2 separate regions of the Sus scrofa genome follow, and region 2 is linked to region 1. A link is a contact called in public HiChIP or PLAC-seq data. All regions are on one chromosome and are shown on one strand. Each heading gives the region's core, a stretch centred on a gene start, on an enhancer-like site or on the middle of the called end of the contact. The rest is flanking DNA. Distances are from core to core; before and after follow the strand shown.

Evidence for each region. HiChIP or PLAC-seq counts read pairs in DNA pulled down with a chosen protein or histone mark.
Region 2: an H3K27ac HiChIP or PLAC-seq map of alveolar macrophages shows a contact between it and region 1. The contact joins two enhancer-like sites. A contact is called at or near these places in 1 of 5 promoter capture datasets (liver), 17 of 47 Hi-C or Micro-C datasets (alveolar macrophages, blood, brain and 11 more) and 2 of 2 datasets of contacts at active chromatin or transcription factors (alveolar macrophages and skeletal muscle).

Annotation. Positions count from the first base shown.
Region 1 is chr1:261,247,274-261,253,383 of Sscrofa11.1, forward strand. It overlaps a transcript of RAB14 not described here. Among named protein-coding and RNA genes, the nearest start is that of RAB14, 4.3 kb to the left of the region's middle. Within about 2 kb of position 2,543, at least 5 of the 83 cell types and tissues checked have an H3K27ac peak or open chromatin away from gene starts, as enhancers often do. A contact at or near this core is called in alveolar macrophages, where this site is marked.
Region 2 is chr1:261,347,784-261,354,204 of Sscrofa11.1, forward strand. It overlaps GSN (a long non-coding RNA gene), which reads left to right. Exons shown (of 18, transcript XR_002337470.1): 5 at 6,401-6,421. Among named protein-coding and RNA genes, the nearest start is that of GSN, 55 kb to the left of the region's middle. Within about 2 kb of position 4,463, at least 3 of the 83 cell types and tissues checked have an H3K27ac peak or open chromatin away from gene starts, as enhancers often do. A contact at or near this core is called in alveolar macrophages, where this site is marked.

The DNA.
Region 1 (6,110 bases), core at 1,293-3,792:
ATATTTCAAAAGATCAAAGTCCATCCATTACTTACCCTCAGAAAAGCCAATCTAAAGAATTCTAATTTCTTCCCTACTTTTTAATAACTTAAAAAATAATTCTCCAATTTATTCAAATGAATGCCTTGAATGCGTCAGACACAGTGCAGGGTGCTGGAGAAACAAGAAGTGAATTCTAATACTGGTAATAACTTACAATAAAATTTATTCCCCAATAAAACAGAAAGAAAATGTTTATTCTCAAAGCAGTTTTCAGCTTAAGGAAAGATAAAAATTCTTTATAAAGGTTTAACCCCATTTTAAAAATTTTGCCTTCTAGGAGTTCCTGTCATGGCACAGCGGAAATGAATCCAACTAGGAACCATGAGGTTGCATGTTCAATCCTTGGCCTAGCTCAGTGGGTTAAGGATCCGGCATTGCCGTGAGCTGTGGTGTAGGTTGCAGACTCTGTGGTGTAGGCTGCAGATCTGGCGTTGCTGTGGCATAGGCCAGCAGCTGTAGCTTCAATCAGACCCCTAGCCTGGGAACCTCCATATGCTGTGAGTACGGCCCTAAAAAAAATTTGCTCTCTAGTATTTTTTTTAACTAGTTTTTACTGTTTTGGCCAACTGTCACATACACAAACCAGACATTTAATATCACTGGGGAAATATATTTACTGAAATTAACACCTTACTATAAGTCATACTTCAAACAAAATTTCTATGTAATAAAGTTTAACCTGTAGAAAAAGAACATATTTAAAATAAGTGAATTACTGTTATCAGAGAAGAGGAAGTTGTTAATTACAATAAATTATTAGAGAAGCATTTCATTCAATACAGTCTTCTCACTTAGCAGTATGAATTATAATCAACAAAAGTAGGACATGTAACATTTATAATGTCTTCGACACCACAGAAAACTCCCTTAATTTCTTTCAGGAAAGGAAGTTTTTCTAGTTAAACTAACTCTGATTCTGAATATCATACAAATTTGATTCCCTTTTTCCAGAAAGAGAGGACTCAAATTTTTAAGAATGCACTTGGTCCTGAGGCTCAAATTGATCTGTATTATTCATCAGATCTCTGAACCAGATCCTAAAGACAAGGGAAAAAAGTCGTATCTCACAGTTAAAATGATATTTAGGAGTTTCCATTGTGGAACAGCGGAAACGAATCTGACTAGGAACCATGAGGTTTTGGGTTCCATCTCTGGCCTCAGCCTCACTCAGTGGGTTATGATCTGGCATTGCCATGGCTGTGGTGTAGGCTGGAGGCTGTGGCTCTGATTTGACCCCTAGCCTGGGAATCTCCGTATGCCACAAGAGCGGACCTTAAAAAAAAAAAAAAAGATATTTAAAGATTACTAATTTCTTCTTGGGCTGCATTCCTCCCAGGCTCTTCTCTCCTAATTAATTTTTAACTCCTGTTAAACTTCTTTTTCCCCATTCAAACTTGGGGAAAAGTTAACTATTTAGTCACCTCTAAATTACTGTTACTCCTAAGCTCTCCCACTTTTCATTTTCCTATTCCCTTTCCCTCTTCTAACTGAAAGTTGTAGCTGTTACATACTTTATTTCCCTTCATTTTGTTACGTTAAAATAATGGCCTCTAACAATTCCAATTTCCACTTGAAATGCTCTAAAAGCTAATCATGAAATTATAAACCAATCCTAGTTGTACTAATTTGTGTTCTTGCAAATGCTTGTATCACGGAAGCATTCATTAATTAAATATGTACTGAGATGACTAATTTTGAAGAAATATTTTCAATTACCAAGCATTAATTAGTATAAACTGTTTCTAAATAAGAATGAGTGATCAGAGTTCCCACTGTGGCACATCAGAAACGAATCCGACTAGGAACCGTGAGGTTGCAGGTTCAATTCCTGGACTTGGTCAGTGGGTTAAGGATCCAGTGTTGCCGCGAACTGTGGTGTAGGTCGAAGACGCGGCTCGGATATGGTGTTGCTGTGGCTCTGGCGTAGGCTGGTGGCTACAGCTCCGATTGGACCCCTAGCCTGGGAACCTCCATATGCCGCGGGAGCGGCCCAAGAAATGGCAAAAAGACAAAAAAAAAAAAAAAAAGGAATGATCGATATTTTAGATTGAATACCAGCACCTTGTCTCCACCTCACCATACAATTTTCTGGTTCAAGTTTCTTAAAAATTATTAACAAAAATCCTAATAAGTAGAGTCAAAGGAAAACTACTCTTAGTAATTTCAGCAGACAGGAAGGCAAAAATATCTAGGATTGTAGCCAGTAACACAACAGGCCCTCCTTTTCTTATTCTAAAATAAGATACTAGCTGGGTTTAAATGGACTCCTATAGTTTATCGACATCATTCACTCAAAATTATGTGTTTGCAGTAGAACCATGTTCAAGTGGCTCCTTTTAAATATTAACTAAACTTAATACTGTTTTAACAAAGGATTTCTCAACCTCCTTTTTTTTTTTTTTTTTTTTTTTTAAATTTTGTGGCCCCGTCCAGACACATGGAAGTTCCCCAGTTAGGAACTGAATTTGAGCCACAGCTGTGACCTATGCCACAGCTGCAGAAACAACCGGACCCTTTAACCCATTGTGCTGGGCCACAGATCAAACCTACGCCTCCACAGCAACTGGAGTCACTGCAGTTGGATTTTTAACCCACTGTGCCTGTGCCATGACAGGAACTCCTCAACCTCATTTCTTGAACATGAAACATACCAATATTAAGGTGAGGAATATATTTTTAACTAGCTCTGGAAGGTGGAAAAAGTTTCTCCACTATTACTTAAGGGTGCTTCTGCTTTACTTACTTTGAAAACTCAAAAATGGGGGGGAGGGGGGAGGGAGAGCAAGAAATGTTGGTCCAGTTCAAACAGTGAAAACAGGAGTCCACTCAATACAACACCCACTAACTTAAAAATCTTGGTAATATTCTGTAATTTGTGCACAGCAGCTACTGGTGTGAATAAAATGCACTTTGTCCCATGTTTTACAAAAAAAAATTTGAATAAAATTCACATAGAAATAAAATCTCCCTTAATACCTTTTTCTTAAAGAAAAGAGTTCTACATTCAAACAAGCATCATTAAATATATTATAAAGAATTTGTAAACTAATTGCCATTTACTGGGCACTTAACGTATGCCAGGCAATGTGCTAAACACTTTACATGCAGTTTCATTTAATCCTCACTACTACCGCTATAAAATAGTGACTATTACTTTACAGATAATGAAAGACCCAATAGATAATATGCCCATGTCACACAGCTAAGTGTTCAACCTATGACTGGTTTGACAGCAAAGAACCAACTCTTAATCACTGTACTATCTGATCTCCTCCACAGTTATGAGATGCACCATGAAACTACACAGTGGTATTTTGAGACACAATCTTCCCAGTTCATTCGCTGGGTTCTAACTTAATATTCTGAATAAGCAGGATGCACTGTGATAAGAAGAGTAGATATGGATAAATGATAATACTAGTAATAACAATTCATATTCTATCTACTTAACAAAAAAGTTTCTGAAGGGAACTAACATTTGAGAGTAAACCATGTGATGATTTGCACTATCTTCCCCTATACGCTCTTATATAATCCTTACAACTCTGTGGAGTCATTAACATTATGTCCATGTAAAAACTGAAGAAACTTAAGTTTGAGGAAATTCATCAATTTGGCTGATTAACAAGGACAGTAAATGGCAGAGGTGGAACTTGAACCAAGGCCTGATTCCCAAGAATATGATTTTCTTTCTTTCTTTCTTTTTTTTGGTCTTTTTGCCATTTCTTGGGCCACTCCTGTGGCACATGCAGGTTCCCAGGCTAGGGGTCTAATCGGAGCTGTAGCCACCAGCCTACACCAGAGCCACAGCAACGCAGGATCCGAGCCGCGTCTGTGACCTACACCACAGCTCACAGCAACGCTGGATCATTAACCCACTGAGCAAGGGCAGGGATCGAACCCGCAACCTCATGGTTCCTAGTCGGATTCGCTAACCACTGCGCCATGACGGGAACTCCCGTGATTTTCTCTATCTAAAGTAGCATATCAACAGCATATATATGTAGGTTAATAAAATAAAAGCAAAAAATAAAAATCAGAGAAAGATGGAGGATAATACTAAAAGTTTTGGAGTTCCCTGGTGGCACAGTGAGTTAAGGACCCAGCATAGTCTCTGTTGTAGCATGGATTTGATCCCTAGCATGTGACTTCTGCATGCTGCAGGCACAGACAAAAAGAAGAAAAAAAAAGGTACTAAAAGTTATGAGGTAATAGTTTTACTATCAGTCCATGTAAAATTTAGTTCTAACTTCCTGGCTGTCAAGAAGAATGTTTACTAAATGCATATTAAATACTAATAACTGTTGGGTGGTCCTGTTTAAAAATTAACTTAGCTTAATGATGCTTTAACAAAGGATTTCTCCACCTCATCTCTTTAATACGAAACATATTACTTTTAAAGTGACAAATATATTTAAAATGGGATAAGCTATTGCATGAAACTCTGCAACATGCTTTTTTCACTTAACAGTATCATGGATATACTTCCAGACAAATACATATAAGAGCTAAATGGTTACTAAATGCACATTAAACACTAATCATTGTTGTGCCAAAATAGAATAACATTGTCTCTATATACTGAATCAGACATCTTCCACATAAAACTATACATATAAATGACTAGCTCTGAAATGTACAGATACAGATGTGAAGGTAGACATTTTCATATGCTCTGCTTGGGGGAATCTGAAAGACCACATTTTAGGGAAGTAATCAGTATGTCTTAAAATCTTAAAAACAATCCAAATCACCCTTTGGCCAAGCAACTCACTTAGAAGTAGCCTACAAAAACAAAAACATCAGTCCACAGGTTACAGGTACAAATGCATTTAATGCATCATTTCTACAGCAAAAAAACCTGGAAAAAAATCTATACCTTTGTCAACAGGGAAATGACTGAATAAAGTACACCCATACTATGAAATAATATGCATTTAGTTTAAAAACCATTTAGACATACATATTAACCTGGAAATAATATTCATGATTTTATTTTTTTTATTTTATTTTTTATTTTTTGTCTTTTTGCCTTTTCTAGGGCCGCCCCCACGGCATACGGAGGTTCCCAGGCTAGGGGTTTAATTGGAGCTGTAGCTGCTGGCCTACGCCAGAGCCTCAGCAACTAGGGATCCGAGCCACATCTGCAACCTACACCACAGCTCATGGCAACGCCAGATCCTTAACCCACTGAGCAAGGACCAGGGATCGAACCCGCAACCTCATGGTTCCTAGTTGGATTCGTTAACCACTGTGCCGCAACGGGAACGCCAATACCCATGATTTTAAATGGAAAAAAAAAAACATGTAGAGTTTTATGAAATAGCATACCCCATTTTTTAACCATATACACACATTGAATCCTACATGCATTCAATATGGAAGGATACACACCAAATTGTGAAAAATGAGTACATGGGCTGAGAGGGAAAAAAAGGGGGGAAATTACTAACTTTCTTTGTATATCTGTATGCTGACACTAAGCATATACTCTATTCATTGGTAATTCTCTAAAACATTAAAAGTAGAGAAAACAAAGGGGTATTAAATATTTTAAAACACTTTTATATATTTCTAATACAAACAAGAATAAACAAAGAAAAACCAAAAATCCCTTTCATAACATTTCCAACATTACTTCCACATTTACCAGTAATATAGGGAACATTATATCAAGTCACTCATGTGATCAGACTCAAAAAAAGAACAATAAAAACCCCAATAATTGAGGGTATTTTTTTCATTTTTTTTTTTTAATGGCATGACTCTTTACTGTGTTGACTTATGCACTATGTCTGACTAATCCTTTCACAACTGCTACATAGCTATTTTATTCTACACTTAGAACATAAGATGTTACTGTGTAATTTTTGCATAACTGATTCAAGACAACAAAGGAAAAAAACAACCCCCAAATATTCCAGGGGATTTAAATTCTGATCCTTATTGTTAAGATTAATTACTAAATTTTTTAACATGCAAAACACTGTTAAAAAACACCTGAGCCAAAATAGACCACTTTTGTGATTCCAATATAAAAATATATTTTAATTATCTACTAAGCGCAA
Region 2 (6,421 bases), core at 3,213-5,712, 100 kb after region 1:
AGGTCAGAGTTCAGCCTTTGCAGTTGGCCAGCCCTGGGTTTGAATCCTAGGCACTTCCTAGCTGTGTGACCTTGGACAAATCACGCTCCCTCTCTGAGCCTCTGGTTTCTTACTAAATTGAGAGAAGAAAATTCCCCATCACATCACAGGGTGGTCTTTCTAGCCCCAATTGGTAAGGGGTGGGCCATTGGTGGAAACTTTGCTTGCCTGAGGCTTGAGCCTGTAGCCTTTAGTTCTTAGGCCCTGCCAAGAGAGGGGCCTATGTTAGGTATTTGACCTAACATTAGAATTCATTAGAATCTCCCTTGAACTTGACCTCTGAAGTCTGAGCCCCAGCCTCCAGCCAGGTGGGGTTGAGCAAAGCCAAGCTGAGACCCCCCAAGAGCCTGTGACTTCATATGCTATGTGACTTCTGGCAGACTTGGCCTGTCTGAACCTCCCTTTTGCCTTCAGTTATAGGAGAGCCAGTTGTACCCGCCCTTCAGGCCTGGGGAGAGGATTTAGTGAAGGCTTAGCTGGGAAACGCTTTGCACAGGGCTTGGTACCTTGGAAGGGTTCTGGGAAAGCTGTAACTTTGCAAAGCCGGGCTTATCTTTGGTCAGGATAGGGAGGGGATCACAAGCTTTGATGGCCTTAATGTTAGGGTTCAGATCTCTTATTTTAAGGGAGGGTGGGGACACTGGGAAACTGAGGCACAGAGAGGTTAAGCAACTGACCCAGGGTCACCTAGCAAGTCAGTCCCACAGCCAGGACTAGAACCCAGATCTCCTGACTCCCAGCTTTTTCCCACTACATCAACCTGCCTCTCGTGAGCAGGAGTCTAGGATAGGGATCAAGCCCAGTCTATCCTGCTGATGTGCTGTGTGACCTTAGAGAAGTCATTGTCCATCTCTGGGTCTCTGGGTCCTCTGTGTTAACAGAGTGGTGACCCTGCCTGCTCAGCTGACACACTGGAGATTAGATGATGGGAAAGTTCTCGAGAGACTGAGATAGCAGAGGAAGGGTGTGTCCTGGGAACAGGGCCTCAGCCCTGGGCTTGGTGGAGCTGGGCGGGATTCCCTGGAGCCTCCAAGCGCCCCCTGTTGGCCACCTCATCCATGCCCACAGCACCTCCTGCGGTCCATCCAACTCTACCTTCTTCCCATAGCCTCTTCTGGGGCCTTGGTACCAGCAGGAGAGGTGAAAAGCCTGAGAACCAGGCCCCGGACTGGGAGAGCGACCAGGAATGTTTTCAACCCCTAGAGCTGAAAGTGGAAAGAGTACTTGATCAGGAGGCAGAGATTGGTTCAGGTCCCAAGGCTACCCCTTTCACTGCTGTGTGCCTCTGGATGGGTCCACTCACACATTCCCCATTTGTCATTCATTCAACAAACATTTATCAAGCCCCTGTAACAATAGCACCTGTTTGGAGTTCTCGTTGTGGTGCAGCAGAACCGAATCCAACTAGGAACCATGAGGTTGCGGGTTCAATCCCTGGCCTCGTTCAGTGTGTTAAGGATCTCGAGTTGCCGTGAGCTGTGTCCTCTAGGTCGCAGACATGGCTCGGATCTTGCGTTGCTGTGGCTGTGGCGTAGGCCAGCAGCTGTAGCTCTTATTTGACCCCTAGCCTGATCCCTAGCCTGGGAACTTCCACATGCCGTAGGTGCGGCCCTAAAAAAAAGAAAAACAAAAACAATAGTGCCTGTTCACTGCTGCTGTGTGGACGACAGCAGCTTGTGGACAAGCTAAGCAGCTTATACAGCTGATAAGTGACAGAGCTGGAATTTAGACCCAGGTGTGAAGGGCTCAGTACAGAGCTGGTTCAGTGGACATTTGAAGACTCCCTGGTCTCTGATCTCAGCTCAGATGGAACCTAGGAATCTGCATCGTTAGGACCTCCACCCTCTGGTGGTTCTTCCGAGATGTTCTTGGACTGGACTCCGAGGAAGGCTTCAAGGGGTGGGTTCCCAACCCAGGCCTGCCTTTGGGACTTCAGTCCTGAAAGGCCTTGGCTTTTGGTGGGAATGTGAGATCCAAGGCTAGTCCTGTTTTCCACCTTCTCCGCAAGTCCTCCAGCTGCCCCCGCACTTGGCAGGCCCAGCCCCAAGGTTCCTGGCCTGGCGCCCTCATCAATTATAGATCTCCAAGGAGCAGAGCCTGTTATGCAAGACTTGTTTCTGTGAAAGCCTGCTCCTCAGAGCTAATTCTGTCCTCGGGGTGTGAGAAGGGGCAGAGAGGGGATGAGAGCTGCTAGAAAGAGCTACCATTGGGACTGGCCTGTCCTGAGCTGGGACGCCCAAAGCCTTAAAAGTCACTGCATTGTTCAGAGCCATTGATCCCTTCTCTCCTTCCTCCTGATTCCCAGACAGAACCCTAGAGACCCCTTGGGGCTGGGTTATTTGAAACCCTTTGTTTAAGCAGGTCTGAGCTGCGCAGTCCCCTGGCCTCAAGGAACACAATGGGAAACCACAGAATCACTGAGCCCCTTCCTATTCTCCATCCCATTTCTTAGCTAAGGAACCCTGAGTTTAGCAGGTGGCGAGGACCAGCCCCCATCAATAGGTTTTTCTCTGTTTTGGAAACAGCTTAACATATTTTAAATTGTAGATTTTTATAGCTTTTCTCCTTCTTCTAACTACAAGTGTAATACAAGCTTATAGTAAAATGTCAAACATAGAAATAGAGCTTTTAGAAAGTGGAAGTCCCCATGATTCTACTCTGGGAGATATACACCAAATGGTACATAATTTTTCTCTATATATGAACATATAAATATGTATTATTCATATATAGAGAACACACATATATATATCATCACTTTAATTTTGAAAGTGACTTTTAAAATAATATCCTATTAAATTAAAAAAAATTATTATAGTTGATTGACAGTGATCTGTCAATTTATCCTATTAAATTTTGTTCAAATAATTTGATGCCAATCTCTGCCCACTTGATGATTAAACCATAGAAAGCAACATCAGTCTTAAATGTTATAGTAAAAAGAGTGAAAAATTGTAAAACTTTCAAAAAAGTCCTATGCTTGTACTTGGCGATCTGCAAACGTCTCCTAAGAGCTTACTTTCATTTTTGTTAACTAATCTCTCCAAGTCTAATTTCCTAGATCAGTAAGATTAGAGGAGTTAATCAGGAAATGCCTGTCCACATTCACTAGAAATCAAGTATTTTTTTAATTTATAAATTCACAGAAAAGAATTTGTTGGAACTGAGATTTATGACATTGAACAATCTTTTTCCTTTTTTAAAAGAAAGTTTCTATATTTTTTTTTTTCTTTTTGCTCTTAGGACTGATTGTGCAGCATATGGAAGTTCACAGGCTAGGGGTCAAATCAGAGCTACAGCTGCCAGCCTATACCACAGCCACAGCAACGTGGGATCCGAGCTGCATCTGTGACCTACGACACAGCTGATGGCAATACCAGACCTTTAACCCACTGAGCAAGACCAGGGATCAAACCCACATCCTCATGGATGCTAGTCAGGTTCATTATGGCTGAGCCACAACAGGAGCTCCCTCTATTTTTCAATAAAGAATAAATGCTTGTGAAGTTCCCATCGTGGCTCAGCAGAAATTAATCTGACTAGTATCCGTGAGGACGCAGATTCGATCCCTGGCCTCACTCAGTGGGTTAAGGATCTGGCGTTGCTGTGAGCTGTAGTATAGGTCGTAGACTTGGCTGGGATCCCGCATTGCTGTGTCTGTGGTGTGGGCCGGCAGCTGTAGCTCCGATTAGACCCCTAGCCTGGGAACTGCCATATGCTGTGGGTATGGCCCTAAAAAGAACACAACCCCCCCAAAACAAAAAACAAAACAAAACAAAACCAAACAAAAATCCCCAAGAATAAATGTACACTTGAACAAGTAAAATATTCTAGAGATGTATAAAAAAAGTTTTAAAGATTTTTCTCTTCCCTCTTTCCCCCGTTTCCTCCTCTCTGAGGAATCCATGGAAATGGTCTGTGTGTCTGTCTAGTATCTTTTGGAAAAACTTTTCAGATCCACTGTCTCTTTATCTCTAGTTGAATGAGGTCCCAGGCTCAGTGCTGCCCACAGACTCTCAGGAGTTCCTGGGCTAGCAGACTTGTGGGAGGCTGGTCCCTGGAAGGGCAAACTTCAGGGTAAATATTCCCCCAGTTCGCTAGGACCCTGGGCATGGGGTCTGACCTCAGTTTCCTTGCCTGAGAAGTGGGGTAAAGGGAGTCACTAACTCAGGGTCTTGTGGGGACCACATTGCATATCCACAAAGCAGGTGCCACAAAGCATGGGGCTTAGTACGAGGAAGCCTCTGCAGTCATTACCAAGTGAGTACAGGGTATTGCATCTTCCCCAGCTGCCCTTCCTTACTGCTCCCCAGCAGGAGGGCCCCTGAAGGCAGGTGGAAAGAAAGGCTCTGTGAATACCTTGGCCACCCTGCTGAGCCCAAGGGGATGCTCTTGAAAGCCTCATGCTGGTACCTAGAAAGGACACCAGGGGGCGCTCAGCTCACAACAGGAGGGAAAACCACACCACCACATTTTTTACTTGATCGAGCTTGCTCTGAACAGTGGATTGATTATTCCTGCCTCCCTTCCTGGGTGACCCTAGTAATGTTCACTCTAAGAACACCTGATGTTGGGGGGGGAAAGTGGGCCTTACAGACTTAGTCACACCTGAGTTTGAATTCTAACTCCACCATTTACTAGCTTTGAGATCTTGGGCCAGTCTCTTCACTTCTGGGATCTGCTTTCCTCATCCTCATAAGATGGGGATAATGACACCCCCCTCAGAGATGACACATGCAAAATGCCAGCCCAGCAGGCATTATCATTTCACAATCACTTCTGTATGGCTCACTGTTGTGTGTAGCCCTAAGGGGAACCCGGTTATCCTCTCTCCCTTTGTCCCTGCCCTCGTGGGCTCAGTGCAGCCAGTCAGACTTGGCTTCACTCTGCAAAGTGAGACAGCAGCCAGAGGCCTGGAGGAGATGGCCACATTTCTGGCTTTAGTGGCCAGGGAGACGCGTCTGGTCTTAGCTGCCAGGGTGGCGTGTGCCAGATCGTGAACAAGAGGCAAGGTTTTACTCCTTAGCTTTGCCACACGCTTGCTGAGTGCCGTTGAGTAGGTCACTTCACATCTCTGGGCTTCATTTTACTCATGAGTAAAATGAGGAGCTCTGTAAGGACCTTCTCAGCTCTGATTTGATGTCCCTGAGGCCTGGGGCCTGGGATCCCTGAGCACTGGGGCTGGGGACTGCTCATGAGGAAGCCCAGCCCACTTTACTTGGCCTTTTGCTGAACCAAGGACAGTTTTGACCCCTGAAAGGAAGCCTTCCTGAGATTCCCTGGGACTTGGTGCCCACTACAGGGGGTGGCACTGCAGAAGCTTATGTCACCATTGCAGAAGGGAGAGGCGTGAGGCTCAGAGAGGGAAAGAGACTTACCCAAAGTCACCCAGCACTGTAGTGCCAGGACAGGGACTTGAACCTGAGGTTGGTGCTCTGTCGCTTACCTGCAGCTGCCTCTGAAGGCACAGCTGAGTGGGACTTGCTGCAGCACTGTCGAGGAGGGCAGAGGATGGTTTCGGCTGGAGCAGTCCTCCTAGAGAGCCTTGAAGGATGGGAAAGCATTGGACGAGGGCTTCTCAAAGTGGGTTTTGCAGAACACTGCAAGCAGATTGCAGGCAAGATGTGAAGGAGAAAAGCAGTTCTGGATTCAGTAAAGTAGGGAAGTTCTATGTAAAGAAAAGGCAGCTTCAATCACCAAAGGGCTTCCCAGAGCTTTTATCGTGTGGATGTGCTTTGCGTGTGGTCAGGGGGCAAGGAAGGAGCATTCCTTGTGCTTATTTGATCATGGAACTCTTTCCTTGCGGTATATCTTGGCAGATTAGAGTTCTTTTTTTCCTGTCTTTTTAGGGCCACAACCCATAGCATATGGAGGTTCCCAGGCTAGGAGTTGAATCGGAGCTGTAGCTGTAGGCTGTAGCCTCAGGCCTACGCCACAGCCACAGCAACAACAGATCCAAGCTGCACCTGTGACCTACACCATAGCTCACAGCAATGCCAGATCCTTAACTCACTGAGCAAGACCAGGGATCAAACCTGCATCCTCATGGATACTAGCCAGATTCGTTTCTGCTGAGCCACGACGGGAACTCCTGATTAGAGTTCTTTAGAATATCCCTTGGGAAAGGCAGGTTTTGAAAACAGAATGTTTACAGCTTTTTGATCCAGGAAAGGGAGCCCAAGGATCTTTGTTAGTAGAGTATGAGATTCAAAGGGGTGACAGCAAGGTGCAATGGGGAGGGAATCTGCTGGAAGGCCACTGGTGCCCAAGCCAGAATTTCCTAAACTTCATCCCTATCCTTCCCCCGTCCCTGCTTCCCCAGGCCTGTTCCCCAGACTAACGCTGTCTCCTTGACCAACAGAAAGGAGGCGTGGCATCAGGA